Regions from separate parts of the Mus musculus genome. Here region 1 is linked to region 2. Evidence: chromatin contacts called from public Hi-C data. All regions are on one chromosome and are shown on one strand. The core of a region is the stretch at or near the end of the contact, and the rest is flanking DNA. Distances in the headings are between cores, read along the strand shown.

What was found. Hi-C and Micro-C count contacts between places; a contact is called where the count stands out from the background.
Region 1: a contact with region 2 is called in a Hi-C map of liver, with 1.8 times the contacts expected there. The contact joins two enhancer-like sites. A contact is called at or near these places in 2 of 484 Hi-C or Micro-C datasets (embryonic stem cells and liver) and 2 of 115 datasets of contacts at active chromatin or transcription factors (bone marrow-derived macrophages and embryonic stem cells).

What each region holds. Positions count from the first base shown.
Region 1 is chr16:24,753,610-24,758,424 of GRCm38.p6, reverse strand. All of the region lies in intron 7 of Lpp (LIM domain containing preferred translocation partner in lipoma), which reads right to left. Among named protein-coding and RNA genes, the nearest start is that of Mir28a, 72 kb to the left of the region's middle. Within about 2 kb of position 2,079, at least 4 of the 459 cell types and tissues checked have an H3K27ac peak or open chromatin away from gene starts, as enhancers often do. A contact at or near this core is called in liver, where this site is marked.
Region 2 is chr16:24,621,230-24,626,265 of GRCm38.p6, reverse strand. The region is part of intron 5 of Lpp (LIM domain containing preferred translocation partner in lipoma); the gene reads right to left. Among named protein-coding and RNA genes, the nearest start is that of Mir28a, 200 kb to the left of the region's middle. Within about 2 kb of position 3,510, at least 15 of the 459 cell types and tissues checked have an H3K27ac peak or open chromatin away from gene starts, as enhancers often do. A contact at or near this core is called in liver, where this site is marked.

The sequences.
Region 1 (4,815 bases), core at 830-3,329, 130 kb before region 2:
CTACATACATGCAAATGTGCATAAAAATTGAAACTGGGGTTTTGCATATAGGAGAGATCTAATGGTATTTCCAATATGGATATAATGCCTCTGGAGTTGGAGCCCTGTAACAACTATCATTCAAGGATGTGCTTGTGCGTGTATGTGTATCTGTGCTTATTAAGAGGAAAATTATTTCTAAGAAGTGAGGGCTACACTAATTCACTTTCTAAATGCAATTATTGTTGGTATCACTTTTCAAATGGTGTGGTTTTAAACATTGGTCCTGGGGCATGGCTTCACAGCTATCATAGGGAAAGTGCTTTCTATTAGGCTAGTTACTCAGGCACTATATACATTCATAGTTGAGTCTGTGAGACATTCAAAGTGTGAGTTCTATGTTTTTTTGTGGATGAATCATCAAAGAAAGCAGAGCTGATCCCTTCTGCAATCAGTTTCACCTCTGTACATGTTACATTGTCTAATGTTACAATTGATTTTTCTAGGTTTGATTTACTTTTCAATGTGGTCTGTTACATAATATCAAGGTCTTATTTAACTGGGCATATATCTATGAATATGTATAGTATGTGTTTTAATAATTAAAACACACACACACACACACACACACACACACACACACACACACACACACACTTCTATTGGAAATTATGATGGCTACCTTCAGCCTGAAAGGAAAGAGATTCTTCACCTATATAGCAACATCCAAGATGCTTGGTTTAAAAAAATAAATAACAAGTTTGCCTCCTAAAATGACAGTATAAAATTAAACAAAAATTCCAAATTCAATAGAATCTTGTAACTTAACAGACAATGAAATTAGGAAGTTAAAATTAAGTCTTGTTATTTTAGAATTACAAGTTTCCCAGGAAAATATATTTGAGACAAATGATAAGTTGGGGAAGATGGCCTTAAATTAGGATTCCCCAAAGCAGGACCAAAGAACAATAAAAGGGACATGCTCGAGCAAGTATTGTTGAAGAACTCATCCATAAAGGCTTCACATAGAGGCTAAGGAAGGTGAGCCACCAGACTCAGAAAAGAGATTTGCAACCTGAACAGAGAGAACTATCTTCTACTTTAAAGTGGATTGGACTGGTGAGTAGACATAGTTATTTAACACAGAGAAGGGAGAGTTGGGGAGGAGAGAACACAGAGAGACCCAGGCATCATCCTGTCAGTGGCCCAGAGGAAGAGCTGTGGCCAACAGCTAGTGACATCTTCTCAAGGAGCACTACCTGTGCCCTTAAGGCTTACAATAGACATGTTGACTTCTGGCTCATTCAATGTTGATAGTGCCCCATAATAAGGATGATGACAAGCCAGGCAGTGGTAGCACACGCCTTTAATCCCAGCACATGGGAGGCAGAGGCAGGCAGATTTTAAGTTCAAGGCCAGCCTGGTCTACAGAGTAAGTTCCAGGACACCCAGGACTATACAGAGAAACCCTGCCTCATAATAAACAAACAAACAAACAAACAAACAAACAAACAAATAAGATGACCAATAGGTGACTATCACTTTCCAATCTCCCCCTGGTCACTAGGTACATCCATTCCAGCTGAGAACCACTGAAAATGAGACATTAATCTACTACCCCTGAGAATGTTTTCATCTTTATCACTTATTCAGTCTAAGGGTACAGAAATCTACATATCTGGATTAAACAGAATTTCATGTCATTACAAATAATTATCTAATCTTAACATAAATTAGTAACAATGAAAATAATCACCATGCTGCCCATGAGCCCTTAATCTGCTACATAATCTCTTTTCTGCACCTTCTCTCTTTAGGTCCATAGCTACAGCTCGAAACATGATCAATATCACAAAAGTTCTTAACAGTTTCTCTCTCCAGAGTTTATCTGTATTCTGAACCCTAGACTTGCATGTTCAATTTACTCTTTTCATCTATTGACTTGAATGCCTTATATGTTTTTTAGGAAAACATATTTTCCGTATGTTATAGAAAACAAAAAGCTTTCCATAACAGATGTTGATCTGGTGAGACGTTCCCTTGTTACTGTTTAAACACTGAATGTGGCTACGACTCAGGGAGTGTCCTACGTCAGATATGTCCACATTTCGCAATATCTACTAAGAAAGCTCTTGCTCTTCTCCAGCTCCCTCAGACGTTTGGTCCACCCCTAGAAAATCATTCCCTGTAGCTGGAGGGATTTCTCCCTCACACGTATACAGTCTCATTACTTTGTCATTTAAAAGTCTTCACGAAGTTAGTAAGGATAATGTCCTATGCCACTTCATTTCTTGTCTGACCGACATGCCACATACAAGCTCTCATCCATATCCAAGGTACCAAGTTCTCTCACATTTCAGACATTGATTTTGGTTAAACAAGTATCAGGTTCTTAAAGAAACGTTGGCCCGAATCCTCTCTCAGATTAACTGTCTAGTTCTTAAGTTCAAAATAACTTGACCTGAACTCTCTCTCTCTCTCTGAGTATATCTCATTTCTTCTGTTCTTTCTTTATTTTTTGCTCTTTTTTATTATTATTTTTTTAATTAGGTATTTTCTTCATTTACATTTCAAATGCTATCCCAAAAGTCCTCTAAGACCCTACCTACCCACTCCCACTTCTTGGCCCTGGCATTCCCCCATACTGAGGCATATAAAATTTGTAAGACCAAGGGGCCTCTCTTCCCAATGATGGCTGACTAGGCCATCTTCTGCTACATATGCAGCTAGAGACAGGAGCTCCAGGGGTACTGGTTAGTTCACATTGTTCTTCCACCTATAAGGTTGCAGACCCCTTTAGCTCCTTGGGTGCTTTCTCTAGCTCCTCCATTGGGGGCCCTGTGTTCCATCCAATAGCTGACTGTGAGCATCCACTTCTGTGTTTGCCAGGCCCCAGCATAGCCTCACAAGAGACAGCTATATCAGGGTCCTTTCAGCAAAATCTTGCTGTCAAATGCAATGGTGTCACGTTTGGAGGCTGATTATGGGATGGATCCCCGGGTATGGCAGTCGCTAGATGGTCCATCCTTTCGTCTCAGCTCCAAACTCTCCTGTTCTTTATTATCATTTGTATACGTGTTTGCTTTCTCAAGGGAAGGGGGCCAGTCACTTTTACTCAACAAGACACCCTAAATAGTTTACAATATCATAGTCCACAGCAGAAATTTAGAAAGACATTGATCAGTGAATGAATTGTTGTCCCCTTAAGAAAACTGCAACATCAGACCTGTATTTTTCCTCACAGAACAGACAACAAATGCATGGACACACTGGATACATGCTTAATTCCAGTGGCGCCCTCAGTCTCTAATGCCTCTAAGACACAAATTATAACATGGTTCTCTTTCTGAGAAGCATTTGCTGTGCTGTTTGTTTGTTTTAGATGGGAGTCTCACCAAATAGCTGAGGCTGGCCTTGAACTTATGTCAGACTTCTGAGTGCTAGGATCACAGGGCATATGCCCGCAAACTGAGCTATTTATTTTCCTTTTAATAATGGTTTTTTAAATGTAAGTTCTCAATTCATGTGTTCTGGGGAAACAGTTCAAAGGGTAATTTTAAATGCATTCATTGGGGTATGGAGGTAAAAAGTCGAAGCAGCAGGATTACAACAAATTCAGAGGCAACCCAAGAGCCAGAGTGATTTTCAGGCCAGTTTGGGGCTCATACTAAAAACATGTTTATATATAAAAAAGGCTGGTAGGTGGTAGAACACATTTCTAATCCCAGTACTATGGAGGCAGAGAGAGGAGGAACTCTGAGTTCAAAGCCACCCTGGCCTAGACAGCGAGTTCCCAGATAGCCAGAGCTACATGGAGAAACCCTGCCTAAAACAAAATAAAACAAAACAATAAAGAAACAAAAATTAAAGAGTAACCAATAACTAACACATTAAAATAATATATTGCATGTATAGTCAAGCAAATAGAACTCCTTTTTCTAATTAAGGAGGCATTTATTGTAATTTAGCTCCATGTCAGGCACTCCTAATTGATATTGCTACTGTAAGACAAGGGAGGTAGTGATACTGGTAAATCCATCCTTATTCAAGAGGATATGAAGACTGTCATGAGGTTTATACATGAATCCAAAATGATCCTGTTTAGAATGGAAATTTGGTAAAAAGTATTAAAGATCCACATCTAACCAGCAGCAGAAAGCTCAACTCCCCAAATTATATATCAATCAAGGAATGCAACGACATTGAAAATGCCCAAATCTAACTGTTCCGTGGCAAATAAACTGTGGGATCAGCCATCTATACAACACGGTTGAAGTTACACGATGATATTTCCACATAGTCAAGAAACAGGAAAATATGTACAGACTGATAGTTGACTGTTTAACAATGGGGACAAGGTGTATTGCCCTTTCAACCACATTTCACGATAAGTGTCGCACACTATTTGACAAACATGATGTTTTCCATTTGTGGCTATCCATGTTTCCCCTGTGTGGCAGTAAACAGAAATTAAAGTACTCACTGGAAATTAATCAATGTATTATAACAAGCATTTATACAACACTAACTTCATGTGAACATCTGTCAAATGCACTTCATACACAGCTCTGACAGTTACCACCGAGGCAGGAGCTATGGCTATGTACATTCTGCATGCTGGGGTTAGCTAAGCCCAGATTGTCTACAACTGGAGTGTGATGTCTTCAAGACTCTTCTGAGCCAGGATTGGTGATGGATGCCTGCCTGTGATTCCCAAACCCAGTGAACTCAAGCAAAGAATTATGAGGTAAGGTCAAGTCTGGCCTACAGAAAGAGACCTTTGTCTTAAGATTAAACAAAACAATCAAAACCCAAACCAACTAACAGCAAGCCATA
Region 2 (5,036 bases), core at 2,261-4,760:
TACTTGACTCTCTCTCTCTCCATGAACTAACAAATATGGTCTCCAAGTATTCTCATGTCCAGGGGACCTGATACAAAGGCTTTCTCTTTCTAGACTTTTGCAACCTTGAGACTATTATTTCAAACCCTCTTTTCTGTTTTTTTTCCCACGTTGAATTTTCCACCACACATAGTTTTCAACAAGTCGCACTTTCCCGAAGATCATACTCACACACATGCATACAACACACACACTCGTATATCTATAACTTTATATATATACATGTATATACATATATCTAATATTCCCCTATAATATTATTAATATAACTAAATTATAAATATTAGTTCATAACATCCTTATAGAGAGGCAGAAGTCAATCAGTGTTTTTCTGAAATTGAATCTTAGAAATGCATAAGACTGAATGATTTGCAAGGCCACTTCCCGCTCCAGATTCCAGTATGTTACAAACCGGAGTGACGTGCAAAATTACCCAACGCAGTGATTCCTGGCTACCTCGTGACTTGCTTCTACACACTGACAGTCTAGAGGAAGTGCCTTGGGTTTACTTCCATAAATGGAAGCCAGCTAAGCTATTAGGATATGGTGACTTAACAGAAAAAAAAAAGAATTTAAAGTAACTATGACCCTGAATATTACAGTTTTGCCCCAGGATTCTTCTCCATGACTATACTTGCTTTGTGACACTTTGATCAAATCAAAATTTAAGGCAAATTCTAAATTTACCCTCTAGTTTCATCAGAGGGGAAAAGATACTCACTCATGAAGGACCACAATATCAGTTCAGTGGGCTTCAACAGCACTTGAAAATGACAGACAATAGAAAGTACAGTGAATAACATATACCTTAAAAGCATATGTAAAGAAACTCTCACTTCAAATTACATACATGTGTGACGCACAACTGTCAGTGTAAAATGTACCTCTTACTGATATTTGTAAGAAAAGGGGGCAGGGTTAAAACTATCATAGAACAAAGTGTACAAGCATACATAGCTTCACAGCTGACACCTACACATTACAGAGCCAATTAGTATGCAGTAAGGGCAAAGCAAGTCTTCAGAAAGGAATCACACCCCTAGATTTCACACTTCTCCCTCTAAAGAGCAATCCTGATCGCCACTGGACAAGCTGGGTAAATGAACCTCTGCCATACACACTTGCACACGTAGATGTGTTTGTGTATGTGCACACACATGCATCTCTGCACACACAGGAGCACACAAACAGGCCAGAGCACACATACCACACAAATGCAGGCACATGCATGCATTAGCACCTGCATGGCACACACACACACACACACACACACACACACACACACACACACACACACACAGAGAGAGAGAGAGAGAGAGAGAGAGAGAGAGTGAGTGAGTTCCGTTTCTCTTCTCCCATGCTTCAACCACCCAGGTCCTATAGTGGGAAAGAAGGACTTTTTAGCCTTCTTTGGCTCACCCTTTCTTACTCCTGTATCTTATAGGGTGAGGTGGCAGGAAACAGAAGGAAAGCGAAAGAGAGAACATTTCAATTTCTCACAGATTTTTGTTACTAACACACCCACCCCAGCCTGCCACCTCTGTCTGCGGCATTGAAGACTGAACTTGAGCATTTTCAGACTTTCAGAATATTTTTCTTTCTACTTCCCTAGCTGAATGGCTCAGTTTGAGTAATTTTCTCTTTCTCCTGGGGTTGGTTGCTAAGAGACACTCTTATTACTTCTCTTTCTCTTATGACCGGATTACTGTGATCAGCAAAGACAGCGTGCAGGCAACATCCTGACATGGTTCAGACAAGATCGCAGGGCCTCTTATACAATGATGGACTTTTTTAACCCTCTCACTGCTGCAGATCAGTATTCCCTGAGCTCCTTTGCACATGGAGTCAAAGGATTTATCCTCCTTTAAGGGAGGGGCTATGGCGGTTGCCCAGTACCCATTCCTGCAGCAGCTGATACACTGCAATGTACTTCTTTAAGAGTTCTGAGTTACCTATTAAGACAATAGTTCCTTACATCATTTGTGGGAAAGTTCTGAATTCATCTCTCCATCTTGGATAAGGTCTCTTAAGATCCTTCTTGGTCAGGCTTTAATTTCTTATTCCTTTACTACTATAAAGAGCCAGGCAAAGATTACATTTTTCTGTTTCCAATCCTAACCAGCTCAGGGCAGAAAACATGAAAAACCCATGTGTTTGCTCAATGTGTGTACAACTAAGTGTTGGGCTTCAGTTCCCTTCCCTGAGTCTCCTATTCAGCTTGCCCACCCATTTACCCCAGTGGTTAAAGCTTCAGGAAGAGTTAGGAGTTTCTTACAAAAGGAGACCTCTGAACAGACCAAGAAATCAAGGAGAAGACAGTAAAATATATAAGATACGAGTAAAGATTCTCAAGGGGGATCATTGCTATCCTGGATTGATATTTCCTTCAGACAGCTGGAAAGATGCAACCATTTAATCTACTTTTCTATCAATTCCTCCATCGAAGAGTCAACCTGGGATTTTTTTATTGGGCTCTCAAGATGGGCCCTGGAGGTAGAAGCACAAAGCTTGTTGACCTGAATGTAATCAACAAAACCAAAGCATCAAAGAGAACTGAATTCCATGAGTTATAAAGACACACAGAAACACATTCAAAGGCATGAGCATGCAAGAGCACATACACATACAAACACATACACACGCATACACACACACATACACACACACACATACACACATACATACACACACATACACACACACACATACACACACACATACACACACATACACACACATATACACACATACACACACATATACACACATACACACATACACACACATACACACACATACACACACACATACACACACACATACACACACACACACATACACACACACACAGTTACAACATTTCTAAACAATAGACATTTTCAGTTACCTTTTCTACATTCAAAGCTTCAAAGCAAGCTCACATAGGATAATCTATAACATCTTTACAAAGACAGCAGGCTGACAGTTTCCGTCACCATCACTGTGAGCTTTTATTACTCAAATTCCATTCATTCCTTTAAGGTTTTAATTTTTATCAAAATTGAAGTTGTCCTGGCTGGGTTCCACTCTGACACACTTTCAAAAACAAATTTGTTCCCTTCCAATTTTGATATCTATCTACCTATAGCCACACAGTTATCCATAGTTCAGTGTGTGCACACTCAACAAAAAAATTCTTACACAGACTTTACAAGTCGGAACATTAGACTATGGAACTGGCATTTAGACATAGCTGTACTCAAATCAAAGTCTCCATTTTTTTTTGTAAGCCACAAGACCTTGGATAGCTTGTTTATTATCTGTCTGAGTTTCAATTTAATTTGTTTCAAAACAAAAAATGTTAGTGCCAAGCTGTAATAATGCTATAAAAAGGATATAACAAGAAACCGGAACATGCTTAATGAGATCTCACTAGTAAACTAGATACACTTAAGCATGTGAACATACACTGTGCAAAGACTTTGGAGAAAGAACAAGTAAAACATTAACCCATGGGACTGCTGACAGGGAACACAGAGTAGACATCCAAAGGTCAATTTTATAACATAACTAAATTTGTGTTTTGTGGAAACAATTTGATTCCATGTCTTTCAGGAGTAAACCATTGTCAAACAATTGCTGAAAGTGAATAGCACCATCCTACAGTTTAGATCTGGATGGAAATGAAGCTGAGTTGTTCTGTCACACTGTTTTGACAACTGAGAAAACTAGCCCATTGTTTGGTAACTATTGTGATTACTGGTGTGTTTTGTCCATTTTCACACATTTCCACAACCTCCCTGATGTCCTGTTAACCCTATCTGGCTGCATGCCACCTTCTAGTCAGTGTTACTAAGACAAAACATCAGCATTAAGCCTGGTAGATCTTTCCCACCCACAGTCTTTTATACTGAGCATGCATGAAGACGATCTAGGAGTGCTGTTCAGAACAAAGCCAAACTTGAAAAGGCTCTAAGTAGTTAGGAGAAACCATTATTCTTCAAAGAGTGGGAAAAGCAGTGGTAGTAAGGGTGGTCTGATGCCACCTGCATGGTACCCATCATTCTCCAAGTCTCCATCCTCCCCTGGGGCTCCAGCTTTATTCTCCTTCCACTTCCAAAACCACTTCCACTTAATGGCATGATAATATGTGCCAAATTCGTTGTACAAAAGAATGAAGATTCTCTATAGTCACCAGACAGAGACTTAGCCAAGATTTGGACCTGGTCTCAGCTAGACCATGTTGAAGGATAAGACAACATGATGGCAGATGGCAATTTCACTATAAAACTAGTAATGTTTATATATGGATTAATTCAACCCAGAGAAATGTGATCAGAAAACAACAACAACAACAACAAAAAGCTTTAAATTTACCATTAGCAAAAGATTTCTCAGAAGAGTCCTCTATTTAATGGAATTATGTCTGCAGATCTATGAAATAATAAAATTATTAAGAAGCTAAGAGACCTGGTGTGTGTGTGTGTGTGTGTGTGTGTGTGTGTGTGTGTGTGTTTCAAATTATGCAATGGATGGAACACATAAAAATCTATATCAAAAATCTGAATCCAGGGCATGCTAAGAGAGAAGACCAACATTGTCAAGCACACTGTAAAAGCATCTTTACTTGATCAAACTTGTGCTTAAACATCAGGCTTTGAGTTATGTGTCTGTTCCCATAGGTTGCTTCAGAGACTTTCCTACATTTTAGGAAGGAGTCCTCATCATGCGTCTACTCCAGGTGTTTATGGATGGGAAATGCTCCAAACACACACCAAAGACCAAAGCAGCAAAGGGTCAGAGAGCAACAGCTACTGCTGCCTCTGTACTGAGATCATGCAAGCTTCCAAAGACATGATCACTTTTCCAGCCAGCCTGTGGATTTGGTCCTCTATACACAAGTCCCGATGCTGTGTAACTATGATAGGAACATTACAAGTGACTGATACAGACAGAGGAGAGACATAATTATCCTATTTTCATAAAAAGAAAAAGGAAATATCAAAGTACTAAGAGAT